Linked DNA regions of Pan troglodytes: regions 1 and 2 are each linked to region 3. Evidence: chromatin contacts called from public HiChIP or PLAC-seq data. All regions are on one chromosome and are shown on one strand. Each heading gives the region's core, a stretch centred on a gene start, on an enhancer-like site or on the middle of the called end of the contact. The rest is flanking DNA. Distances are from core to core; before and after follow the strand shown.

The links. HiChIP or PLAC-seq counts read pairs in DNA pulled down with a chosen protein or histone mark.
Region 1: an H3K4me3 HiChIP or PLAC-seq map of stem cell-derived excitatory neurons shows a contact between it and region 3, with 4 times the contacts expected there. The contact joins the promoter of CDH22 here to the promoter of CD40 in region 3. A contact is called at or near these places in 1 of 7 Hi-C or Micro-C datasets (stem cell-derived neural progenitor cells), 1 of 1 datasets of contacts at active chromatin or transcription factors (stem cell-derived excitatory neurons) and 1 of 1 other capture datasets (stem cell-derived neural stem cells).
Region 2: a contact with region 3 is called in an H3K4me3 HiChIP or PLAC-seq map of stem cell-derived excitatory neurons, with 5 times the contacts expected there. The contact joins the promoter of SLC35C2 here to the promoter of CD40 in region 3. A contact is called at or near these places in 4 of 7 Hi-C or Micro-C datasets (blood, induced pluripotent stem cells and stem cell-derived neural progenitor cells), 1 of 1 datasets of contacts at active chromatin or transcription factors (stem cell-derived excitatory neurons) and 1 of 1 other capture datasets (stem cell-derived neural stem cells).

Annotation. Positions count from the first base shown.
Region 1 is chr21:52,571,032-52,575,266 of NHGRI_mPanTro3-v2.0_pri, forward strand. CDH22 (cadherin 22) reads right to left here and starts at 2,308. Exons shown (of 12, transcript XM_016938033.3): 1 at 1,933-2,308.
Region 2 is chr21:52,627,468-52,631,794 of NHGRI_mPanTro3-v2.0_pri, forward strand. SLC35C2 (solute carrier family 35 member C2) reads right to left here and starts at 1,330. Exons shown (of 10, transcript NM_001280116.1): 1 at 1,262-1,330. ELMO2 (engulfment and cell motility 2) reads right to left here. Exons shown (of 21, transcript XM_063802565.1): 21 at 3,433-4,327.
Region 3 is chr21:52,380,994-52,385,075 of NHGRI_mPanTro3-v2.0_pri, forward strand. CD40 (CD40 molecule) reads left to right here and starts at 1,908. Exons shown (of 9, transcript XM_016938026.4): 1 at 1,908-2,396. The coding sequence starts at 2,346.

The DNA of each region.
Region 1 (4,235 bases), core at 1,058-3,557, 190 kb after region 3:
TGCTGTTGCCAATCCTTGAAAATGGAAAAGAGGGCAGCCCAGGTGGTCTCCAATGTGCTGCTCACAGTTAGGAATAGGGAAAGGGGTTCTTGTCTCCAGGGGTCCCCTGATGGGGCCACCCAAGAGGTACAGGTGCCCCTTAGCTGAGAGAGACCTGGCTGGCTTTATAAAGTACCTGCCCCCGAGGCATTGGCAGTGGTGGACCCGGAAGGGCACACAGACATCTCCAGCAAGCAGTGTTTAAATGTTGGCAATGCCCTTCCCTTCCAGGAGGAATGGAAGGGGAGTGTCCCAGACACTGGGACAAGGAGGGAAATAAGGGTGAAGTAGAGAAATGGCTGGGGCAGGGAACAGTTGAGTGCTACAGAAAAACTGAGGCAGACAGGATAGAAGATGGGTCGGGGTTGGGGGGGACGAGGAAATGGTCATTGGTGGGCAAAGACCAAAGGATGTCACTATGGGTGTAGAGGCCAAGTTTCAACAAGGGCTGTAGACTAGGGGCAACTGAGGGGGACGGAGTGGGCACTGATGGACACATATACGGGATACAAATGAAGGACAGAGAGTCGCGGTGGTTAGGGAGGAGCCTTTGGGCCCTAGGGCAGTGGTGATGCTGATATAGGGTATTGGCGCTGACCAGTGGGAGAAGAGGATGAGATCCTGAACCTGGGTGGAGAGGGAGAGAGAGCTGGCAACAGCCAAAGCCCTCAAATGAGCCGCTGCCTGTGCTGGGGGCACCTCGGCCAGCCCCAGAAACCTGGGGAGTGCTGGAATCAGCCCCACAGAAAAAGAAGCTGGCATGCGCAACCCTGGCGACGCCCGAAGGGTTTGGAGAGAAGAGGTTCCAAGGAGCGAGCACCTCGGAAGACCTGAGCAGCTTCAAACAGCAGCTTCTCTGCCCGCCACAAGGGGGTGCCCTGCACCTCGGGGAGACCTCGGGGGATCCTGGATCAGCCCTGCCCGCTGCAGCCTCGCCTGGGACAGGGCCCGACGTTGCCTGAGAAGAGGCAGCGGGGAGGCGCGAGCGAGACGGGTCCACACTGTGCCCACCCAGGGCTGCCCGGCACCCCGCGCGCCCACGCAGTCCACTCTTCACAGTAAACGCCGCGGCCCCCGAGGGTTAGCCCTAAGTGGCACTCTCTTTGGACGTTAGGCTGTCGGGGGCCCCGTCCTTCTTCCCCAGCGGGGACGGTGTCTCCGGAGTCGGGTCCTAAGGAAGAGAGCAGCGCTGGCTCTCGCTCACCGCCAGCCCGCCCGACGACCATAGGGCAGGGGGGGTCGCGCCGGTGGGGCCGGCAGGGGTCCCTGTGGGCCGCCTCCCCGGCTAAGAGGGGACCAGAACCGTGCGTGTCGCCGCGGCTGGAGTCAGCCTCCGGGTGTCCCCGGACGCGGCACGACCTCGCACATACACACCGCGCGCACACGCTCGCGCCGTGCGGTATTTCCCGGCCCCGGACCCCGCCTCTGGGAGGGGCCGGGGAGCCGAGCCCCGCTAGCAGGGTTGGGGGACCGGGAACGCCTGGGTCCCAGCCCTCGCGTCAGGGCTGTGCGCCACCTTCCCAGCCCCTTTTGGCGCGCCGGCTCGGCCCCTGGCGCTGCCACCCCTCGGCCCGCGGGGGTCCCGGAGGCTCCCGGGCGCGCGGCGGACGAGGTTGTGGGGACGGCTGGGAGCTGCGGGCTTCGGGCCGAGAGGCGGCTCGGCTCCGCGCCGGGGAAAGTTTGGACGTGGGAAACTCCCTCCCCGCCCTCCCGGCCGAGAGGAGGGGGCGCGCAGGGCCGGGCGCAGGCACCCCGGCTCCTCCTGCGGCTGGAGGCTCGCCCCCCGCGCCGCCTGCCCGGCCGCTCCCGCCGGCCAGGGGGCTCCCTCCCTGCCGGCCAGCCTCCCCTCGGCGGCGATCCGGCCGCTCCTCCCGCGGCACCCTGCGCTCTTACCTCGGGGAGCGGCCCGGGGCTCCCCCCAGTCCTGCCGCCTCGGGACGCTGCGTGGGGCGGGAGCCCCGGCGCGGGCAGCGGGCGAGTCCGGAGCCCCGCGGCCGCCCGCAGGAGCCGGAGGGAGAGCGGGAGCGAGAGGGGGAGCCGCGGCGGCGTGTGCGCGCGTGTGTGTGAGCGAGAGAGCGAGAGAGCGAGGGAGTGAGCGAGCGAGCGGGAGCGAGGGAGTGTGCGTGTCTGACTGGGGGGAAGTGTGCAAGGGACGGATCCCTTCCTTCCTCCCGCAGCCTCTGGTGGAGACTCGGAGAATGCAGGGCCCGCCGGGCAGGAGCGCGGCGCAGTGCCAAGCCGCAGGCGGCCGCCGGCCCGGACCCCCGCAGCCGGGGAGCCCCGGCCCCCGCCCCCCGGATCGCGCCCCTCCTACACCAGGAGGGGACAGCCTTTCCCTCTCTCGGGCGGCCCAGTCCCAGGAAACCCCCCAGGGGACAGTGCCCCTCCCTCCTCCAACCCCAGATCCGCGCGAAGGGAGCGCCCCCAGGAGGGGGACCATCTACCTCCTCGCCTGGCAGCTCCCCAGGTGGCCGCAGTTTGAGACCAGAGCCTACTTCCCCACCTGATTTTAGTGCGAATAGGGCTTCCCATTTCCGCCCCCTGACTACTGCGGGAGGCCGCCTTCAGAGGAGCAGGGGCGCAGGCGAGGGTAGGAGCAGGCTTCTCGAACAGTGGCCGCCCCGGCTTGCTGCCCAGAAAGGCACCTTGCACAGACCAGATCTGCCAGTTCAGAAACAGTCACTGTGCATTGAGGTGGACACAGACCAGGTGCCCAGGGCTGAGTCTCCAGGCAGGTGGGAGGTCGGGTGTCCCCGGGAGAGAAACTTGTGGGCTTTTCCTCTGGAGAGTCCCGCTGGACATCCTTGTAACCAACAAAGTAAGCAGGCAAAACAAGACACCTCCATCCTTAATTTGGTGCCACCTTGACCTGGAGAAGTCTCCCAATAAAATCTTCCCACTGCCCAGAAACTCCTTGCTGGTTGGGTTTTCCGTTCTTTTAAAAATCCGGCTGGTCTGCTCCCTGATGTTTTTTCCACCTGGCCCTGTTTCTTTCTCCTGGCTGCCTGGCTCTCCTTACTACTTCATCTCTCTGGGATGAGGCCTAATGGAGGAGACCCTCCCACCCCACTCCTGAGTTCCCAATATGAGGTCGTTGATGGTAGGATAGGACCAGTGACTCCCATAGACCCACCCTTTGTCTTGGGTTGTAGGTCCCCTTAGGAGTTGCCTGCCCCCCTATTCCCCATGGCTTCCAGATAGGTGGGTGAAGGATAGCAGGAGACTGGACAGCTGCAGACCTCTGTCCCGCCAAGCTGCCAATGACCAGCCATTTAATCACCCACAAGCAGCTGCTGAAGTTCATGGCAAAGAGGGGGCAGGGCCCTCCAGGACCCCCAGCTCTACCTCACCCCTATCCTTCTCTCCTCCTCGCCTCCTTCCCCAATTTCCATCTCCATCTCCACACCCTAGTCCGTCTTGCTGATGATTGGAATCACCTCTCCTGCTGGCTGCCCCTCTGGCCCCTCCTACTAAACTCCATCATTCATTTATTTATTTTGAGATGTATTCTCCACTGTGCCAGTCTGTTCCCTCCCCTACGTCCTTCTCTTGGTTTATTTCCCTTCATTGATCTCTTCTAGCCTTGCCTTTCTATCGCCTTCCTTTTCTCCATCTCTCTCCTCCCCTCTCCTCTCTATCCTTAGCCTCCACTCTTTCATGCTTTCAGAGACCAGAGGCCAGCCTTCCAGGTGCATCTCTTCACTTTTGGTTCTCTCCTCCCGCTCTGACTCACTTTTGCTGTTTGCTCCAGTTCCCACTCCTTCTTTGCCTCTTCCTCCAGGCTCTGGTGTGTGCTGTTCATCTCTGGAGTCAGACCTACTTAGTTGTCCACAGGTTGTTTTGGCCTGGGACACTGTTGCTCTCACATCTGCATGCACACAGTAGGTGCTCAATAAATGTTATTGAATGAACTGTTGTCACATCTTTCTCTTTTGCTCTGGTCTCTCTCTTCTCTCTCTTTTATTTTTATTTTTTTTGAGATGGGGGTCTCACTATGTTGTCCAGGCTGGATTCCTGGACTCAGGTGATCATTCTGCCTCAGCCTCTCAAGTAACTGGGACACCAGGCATGTGCTGCTGCACCCAGCTCCCCATGACTCTTTATTAGACCCTCAGGTTTTCCTATCCCAATGTTTCCTATTTTCAGGCTCATTCTACCGTTATTTCCAATTCTTCCTTCCTTCAACAAACTTTCTC
Region 2 (4,327 bases), core at 80-2,579, 250 kb after region 3:
ACTTCCCCAGAGGACCCTGCACTGCCAGTCCAACTCCTTCACCCCCTGCTCTCACTTCAGCCCATCTCCACTGCTCCAGTGAGTCACCACACCCTCCTCCCTGCTGCCCCTTCAAAGGCTTAATCTCTACTCTTTTTGTTGTTGTTGTTGTTGTTTTGAGATGGAGTTTCAAGGCTGGAGTGCAATGGCGTGATCTCGGCTCACCGCAACCTCCGCCTCCCGGGTTCAAGTGATTCTCCCGCCTCAGGCTCCCGAGGAGCTGGGAATACAGGCATGTGCCACCATGCCCGGCTAATTTTGTATTTTTAGTGGAGACAGGGTTTCTCCATGTTGGTCAGGCTGGTCTCGAACTCCCGACCTCAGGTGATCTGCCCGCCTTGGCCTCCCAAAGTCCTGGGATTACAGGCGTGAGCCACCGTGCCGGGCCGGCTTAGTCTCTATTCTTACCTTACACAATGGATCACTTCCTCCTCCTAGAAAAAACCTTCTCTTGGGTGCCACGATACCACATTCTCCTGGTTTTTCTTCTGCTTTTCTGGACTCTTTATTGGTCTTTTTTGCTGGCACCTTCTTGTCAACTCAATCTATAAAAATTGGGTGCCTAGAGCTTGGAACCTGGCTTCTCTTCTCTCTTAAATCTTACCCTACATAATCTCATCCTACCCAATCCACTTGCCAATGATTTCTAAATTCTTTACATCAGCCCTGATCTTTTCTGTATCAGACTCATATATCTAACTGCCTATTTGGTAGCTGCACTCCAAATATCTAAAACTTAAGATGCCCTAAGAAGATTTCGTAATTATTTCTCACGCTCCCAATCTATCCCAAAGTCATTTAGTAAATGCCAGCATAATACACTTGGTTACTTAAGCCAAAACCAAAAATCTATGATGAAGTCATCTTTGACCACTTATTTCTGTCATTTCTCAAATCCTGCCCTGTCAGTTCCACTTTCAATACACTTCTTGACCCCTCTACTTCTCTTCCTCTCCATTCCCACTACCACAGTCTAAGCCACAATTATCTTTCACCTGCTGACTGCCACTGGTCTAACTGGTCTCCCCGTTTCCTCTTTCGCCCCTAAGGCCTGGAATCTATAAAGCAGCCAGAGAGATGGTACACGAAACAGATCATGCCCTAAGGCTAAGCCCAGCTCCTCAGCCTGGTCCACAAGGAAGGCCTCTGTAACCTCATTCTTCTGCCACCGGTCCCAGCACCCGCCACAGCGGCCCCCTGCCACGTGTCAAACACATCAAACCTGTGTTTTTCTTTACTTGCTGCTCTTCCTGCCTTCAGCTCCCTTCCGCAGACCTCCGCTTGGCTGAATACTTTCTCCAATGCCCCACCCCTCCCAATCCTCGTGGCACTCCCACCTCTGACGTTTCCTTGTTTGCTCACGTGTTTACTGCCCGCCCCAATCCCACCGCGGGAAGCAGCCTCTCAGAGGGCAGAGCCGTGTCCGATTCCGGCCCGGGTCCCGCACCCAGGACGTCGCAGGTGCTCAGGAAATACCAGATGAGCCGGCGTCCGGCAGGTGCCTTGCAGGAGGGCGCTTGGAGACCCCTGCCCTCTCCACAGACGGCGAAACTGAGGCCCGGGGAGGGGCAGGGGCGTGGCGTACCCCATGTCAACCCGCGCATTTCCCGGGCGGGGAGCCCGCTTCCCGTCTCCAGCCCCGGCCCCCCAGCCTCTGGGAGTGCGCCGGGAGGCCGGCCGCGCACCCACTCACCTCGGCCCTGGGAGCTCCAGGCCGGAATCTTCCCACCGGAAGTGCGAGGCCGGATGCCGCCGCCGAACCGCGGCACGGGCGGTAACTTCCGCCGGAAGCTACCCAGGGGCTGGGCGGAGCCGGGGCGAAAAGACGGGGCGGGGCAGCACGGGGGCGGGGCAGCACGGGGGCGGGGCGTCTGTTGTGGTCGGGTTCTGAGGTGGTCTGGTCTTTCTGAGGTACAGCGTAGTTTTGTCCTCCGCGAAGTCCCTCAGGCTCAGAGCACAGCCGTGTAATTGTCTGCGTCTCTCCCGCGCTCAATCAGGGGCTTGCTTTGGAACCCCGGTGACTGCTAGTGTTCTGCATACAGTGAGCATCCAAAAAATGGTAACTTGTTTACTTTTACTGAACAAATTGTTTTTCTTATGTCCAGTCTAATGCTGGGCAACCATGGAATGAACCACGAAGATAAGTATCTCATGGGCTTTTTCTTCTGGGAGCTCAGGCGAGCTGGGGCCATTACAACTTAAAACTTGGGCGATCCAGAAGTAATACGAAACATTTGTGAAATATTTTCTGTATGAAACTTTCTAAGAGTTATCTCAACTTCAATAGGTTGAGTAGGGAGAGAGCATCCCAGATAGAGGAAATGGGAGAATCCTAAAGGAGGGTGAGAAAGGTCCAGCCGTGCCTGGGGCTCACAGGTTGTTTATAACTGTGGTGGTTAAAGTAGCCAAGAGGCAGGTTGCAGTGGCCCCAAAATGCCAGCCTAGGGAGTTCAGATTTTCTTCATCTTGCGGGATGGATTAAAAGGGCAGCATTTGCAGTCAAGAATGTTAGGCCAGGGCAAGCTAGGGTTGCACATTCAGACCCAGTTTTGTGCCTTTTGCCCTCCTCTAGCCTCCTCCTGGGCTCTCTGGCAGTAAGACCAGCTGCAAACATGGATCCTTACAAGTGACTCAGCTGGGATCCCTGGCCCCTCTGAACAGAAGGCTCCAGGCCAGAGTGTAAGCAGTGTTTTATGCAAACTGCGGCTGTCACCGCCGCCAGCTGGCATCATGCAGGCATTAGTTCATTGAGTGCTTACCAAGCACCTACAATGGTACCCATCACTGCCCAAGGTCTTGGCTTTATTCAGTCCTCAGGCTTGTATTGCATGCACTTTCTATGCCTTTTGAAAGAGCTTGCCCTCACACCCTTCTCTCTCAGAGGCAAGAGAAAGTATCTATTTTCATCACCACCCTCATTTAAGTCTCCCAGCTACCAAGGCCAAGGTTTGGAGCAACAGCCTAAAACACCAGCTGGAAGGCTGGGCACTAAGCACAGGCAACACACAGGGTAAAGAGCGTGTCTTCTTTGTAAGGCACAAGTACTCGAGCTGTTCCCTGGCTGTGTCCCTGGCAGGGAGAAGAGGGAGGATGTGTTCATGGGGGTGTACAGTATGCCTTACCTTGCTGTACCCGGCAGGGTTGAGCAGAAAACGCTTTGTCCCAGTGCAGCAATCTGTGAACACTCTTAACCAGCAGGTGTGTGTCTGTGTGTGTGTATGTGTGGGAGGAGCGAATGATGAGGAGGAAGGGACTCTTGGAAGGTGACTAAGGGCTCCAGCTGGAGCTCTCCAGAGTCTCCCAGATACATGGAGATCAAGTCTTGTCAAGGTGAAATCTTCACCATTGGGCAGGGGGCAAGTACAGACAAACAGCTGTTAACAGGAACCACGGTTTGTACATGAAAGAGTATTTATTGAAAACATGGTTACTGACAGGAAGCTCCTGGCTGCTCTCTGGTTACAATCTTGGCTCACAACTGGAAGTGTTACATACTTTTTACTTCCCCTCAATTTTATTTTTCCCCAAGGTTCCATCCTAAGATAGGTAGATCTTATATAAATATATATACACGTCTGTATAAGTATGGCCTATAGTAATGAAAATATATAGTACACTCTTCATTGGGTAGTACCTACCATGCCAGGCCACCAATACTGAATGCCAATGTGCTAACGTATGTCCAGGGAGAGAGGCTGTGTGTGTGGTTTACAAGTGCTGCAGCACCAGGGAAGCCCCACTGGCACAGGTGTGGCCTCAGCCGGCCTCAGCCAGCTCCCTGAAATCATGGCCAATGGCAGAAACCATAGCACTAGGAAGGGAAGGCAAACTTCCTGGGGTCTGGAAGGCCAAAGGAAAGCAAACTGGAGGGGGCTGCAATTCAGGTTAGGGGAGATTTCTCTCTGAGGAAGGAAAAGGTATTAATGTGGGGGAAGAGCAGTAGAATCTAGTGACCTCACCACAGTCTAGGCCCAGGCCTCAGCTGGGTTTTCCCTGCAGCGTTCCTGGAGACTTAAGAGGGCAGGACTTGGCCAGGAGGTCTTTGACTTGCTGGGATGAGACTGAGCGCTTGCAGGGAGAAATTTCCGTCTGCTCTGATATCTGTATGGGCCAGAGAGATCTGGTGGCTCTAAAGACCAGAGATGTTAGAGCCAACCTCAGAAGCAGCAACATCGTGGCACCATATGAAGCTGGAGTGAGCCCTCATCAAAAAAGACAAAAGCAAAGGCCTCAGGCTTGTACTCAGATCTAAGATACAGGTAGTCACTCCAAGGCTCTCAACACGCCC
Region 3 (4,082 bases), core at 658-3,157:
CAGGGAAACCCAAAGAGGCTTTTATGCAGGAAAGTGTCCCAGTCGATCAGATCTGGAGTTTATCAAGAGAATCGCAGCAGTGTAAAGAGTTGCCTGGCACATAGTAGGTGCTCAATAAATCCTGTGGAATGAGGGAGGCTGTTGGGACAGTCCAGATGAAAGATGGCACCCTCTGAATTAGGGCAGTGGCAGAGGTGACAGAAAATAAGGGATGGATCCTAGAGGCAGAATCCACAAGACTTGCAAATGTGCCCTTAACAGCAGAAGCCACGAGAATGGGGTTAGAAGTGTCCTCCTCTTCCATCCTCCCTGATCTGTGAGGTCTGGCCTCTTGTCCTGTTCCAGAAATTGAGAGCTTGGAGGGTCATCACCTCAACCGTTGTCTAGTTCAAGCTCCTAAGTTTTCCTTGGAGAAAAATTTAGGCCAAAGGCAACACAGTCCTTCAGAGGCAGAGGCTGCACCAGAACCCAGGTGTTCCATGCTGCAAAGCAGAGTGTTAACACTGGTTCAAGAACATCTTGAGGGCCAGGTGCGGTGGCTCATGCCTGTAATCTCAGCACTTTGGGAGGCCAAGGCAGGTGGATCACCTGAGGTCAGGAGTTTGAGACCAGCCTGGCCAACGTGGAGAAACCCCGTCTCTACTAAAAATACAAAAATTAGCTGGGCGTGGTGGCGCCAGCCTGTAATCCCAGCTACTCGGGAGGCTGAGGCAGGAGAATTGCTTGAACCCAGGAGGCAGAGGTTGCAGTGAGCCGAGATCATGCCACTGCACTCCAGCCTGGGCGACAGAGCGAGACTCTGTCAAAAAAACCCCAAAAACCAAAAACCAAACAAACACCCAAAAAACAAAATGAAACAAAAAACAAAAAAACAAAAGCATGTCTTCAGAGTTCATGAACCCAGGAAATGTAGGCACAAGTGAGTGTGTGTTTCTGCAAAATGAGAGGGTCCCGAGTTTCCTAACATACTTAAAGTGTTTTATGATGCCACAAAAGGCTGGCCCGCTCTTTTTTTTTTTTTTGAGATGGGGTTTTGCACTGTCGCCCAGGCTGAAGTGCAGTGATGTAATCATTGCAATCATGGCTCACTGCAACCTTGACTTCTTGAGCTCAAGCGATCCTCCTGCCTCAGCCTCCTGAGTAGCTGGGACTACAGGTGTTTGCCACCATGCCTGGCTAACTTTTAAATTTTTTTTTTTTTTTTAGAGATGGGGGTCTTGCCATGTTGCCAGGCTGGTCTTGAACTCCTGGCCTCAAGCAATCTCCCTTTTTGGCCTTCCAAAGTGTTAGATTACAGGCGTAAGCCACCGCGCCTGGCCCCCACCTTTATTTTTATTTTTATTTATTATTTATTATTATTTTTTTGAGACGGAGTCTTGCTCTGCCTTCGAGGCTGGAGTGCAGTGGCATGATGTCGGCTCATTGCAATCTCTGCCTCTGCCGTTCAAGCGATTCTCCTGCCTCAGCCTCCTGAGTAGCTGGGATTACAGGCGAACGCCACTACATCCGGTTAATTTTTGTATTTTTAGTAGAGACGGAGTTTCACTATGTTGGCCAGGTTGGTCTCGAACTCCTGACCTCAAGTGATCTGCCCGCCTCGGCCTCCTAAAGTGCTGGATTACAGGCGTGAGCCACCGCGCCCGGCCCCACTCTTAATAAATGCCTGTCTCCAGGTGCTGGGTGGGAGGTGGGATGGAATGGAATGAGGTGAGGACGCATGGATGCATGGATGAATGGATGGGAAGTTGAGACGACGCGCCCACACGAGGGAATTTCCTTTGAAAGAGAGCGAAATTCTGAGTTGGGAAACTCTTCCTTGAAACGCCTCCCCATACCCCAGCTGTGGCCTTCCCGTTTTCTGCGTGGTGGTGTGGGGGGAACTTCCTCAGGACTCTCCGCAGTGGAGCCTCTTTCGGTTCTGCCAGGATACCTAGAGGCAGCGGAGAGCGGGGCAGGGAGGGGAAAACCGTGAGGGTCCCTGTGGCAGGCCCCAGCACCCATGGGATCTCTCTCCGGTCGCAGGAAGCAGGCTAGCTCCTAGCCCGCCTCGGCTTGGCCTTTGTGGGACCTGGGGGCAAAGAAGAAGGGCTGTCTCTGGGACCATGCCTCCTCCCGTACCCAGCAAGATGCGTCCCTAAACTCCCGGGGGAATTAGACTTGTGGGAATGTTCTGGGGAAACCCCTGCGCGGTGAATTGCTGGGGGCTCCGCCCCCCCGATAGGTGGACCGCGATTGGTCTTTGAAGACCCCGCCCCTTTCCTGGGCGGGGCCAAGGCTGGGGCAGGGGAGTCAGCAGAGGCCTCGCTCGGGCGCCCAGTGGTCCTGCCGCCTGGTCTCACCTCGCCATGGTTCGTCTGCCTCTGCAGTGCGTCCTCTGGGGCTGCTTGCTGACCGCTGTGAGTTGTTTTTGCCCCGACCAGACGGGAGTTGGGAGTGGGGAATGAGAAGGAAAGGGAAGGAAGACTTCGGGGAAGAGGCCTTCCTGGCTGATTTTTGTGGGGGCAGGAGGGTGGGTAGGAGCTGGGCAAGGTGCCCCCGCACCTGGCTGAATGGGGTGGGCTGCCTCTCTCTTCTCCCGGGCTGGGGTCCCGGGAGCGGCCTACAGGGGCCGCTCAGGGAAGGCACTGGCTGCCCAAGCGTGCCTAGACGGCCTGGACGGGTTTAGGGAGCCTCAGAGGCTGGCCACACAGAGACTGGTAGGGGGTTCGGAGGGCGGGAAGTGAGGCGGACCAAGGGAAGGGGCGGGTCTGGCCCGTTTCCTGTCCCCTTCTTATTGTGGACAGATGCCAGCCTCTGTAAGTAGTTATCATCTCCTTGCCAGCTGGGGCTGCCTTCTTCCAGGGCATCTTGTGGGAACAAGAGATGGGTGCAGAGGCCCAGGTACTTTTGTGAGAAGGCAAGGAGCTTTTAACATCGCCCTCCACCCCGAACCGTATCTTGGGTGTTCCAACCTAGGAGGAATCCCCAGGGCTTTGCCTTTTTCTCCTGAATTTAAGATGACATAGGAGACCCCTGGGGGAGATGAACAGTTTATGGGACACAATAAAGGGTTAGGAGACCAGAGTTCTGGTTGGCTCTGACCAGGGCTGGTGATCAGAGGGCTGGAGAAACCAGGGGTTTCTCCAGGCACCAGAGGGGCTCAGAGCCAACCAAGCATATCTCCGGGATTTTCAGAAGCCTACACTTGACTCACTTTTTGTTTAAATGTATTTTTGTAGTTCCTCATTCTGGAGGCTGGGAATCCCCCAAGTACCTGGCTCCTTCATCCCAGCCCCTCTGGCCTCCCCCTACTTTAGAGGGCTGTAGATTCCGGCCTGAAGCCTGGGCAGGAATGACCCATGGTATCAAGGAAAGCAAGGGAAGCAGCAAGGGAAGAGAGGGAGTGGGGAGGCTGCTTTGGTCCCAGAGCTTTCACTTTCACCCGAAGCAATGGCTCTTAGGGAACAGGGAGGCAGGGGGAGGGCGGAGCTGGAAAGAGGTAAAGGGGGGCCCTTGTGGTAGGAGTGGAGAAAGAGCCAGAGGAGGTGGGGTGAAGGGTGTGATCCAGGCTTCTCAAGAGCAGAGTTTGCCCTCATAACTCCCAACTTTGGCTCCAGGTAGAGGCTGGGCTGTGACAACAATGTCAGAAGCTATCTATTGAGGGCGTCTTGTGTGTCAGGCTCTGAGCCAAACACTGCCTGTTTTCTTTGTCTGATTTCTCACAACTCCTCCATTATACAGATGGGCAAATTGAGGCTCAGAAAGGGGGATTGTCTTGCCAAAGGTCTCATAGCTAGCTAATGGAAGAACCTGGTTGTGAATCTACATCTGCATGATTCCAGAGCCTGCCTCTCAGATAGTGAGAGTCTCCAAGCTCTGGTCCTGAGCTGTTTTGTGGCAGAAGGACCAGAACTATGGGGAGTGAGAACTGGAGATTGACAGACTTTTAGGGGAGCGTTTTATTTCTCATGTGTTTGAAGATGGTATCAAGGACTTTCCTATCTTTGGGAGTGTGGGAGCTCCACGTTCACAGGATGGTGTCTTGCAATGAGCTGCTGGGGGGCAGTAGCCTTTTCTACTTCCTTTCCCATTTTGGGTAAGAC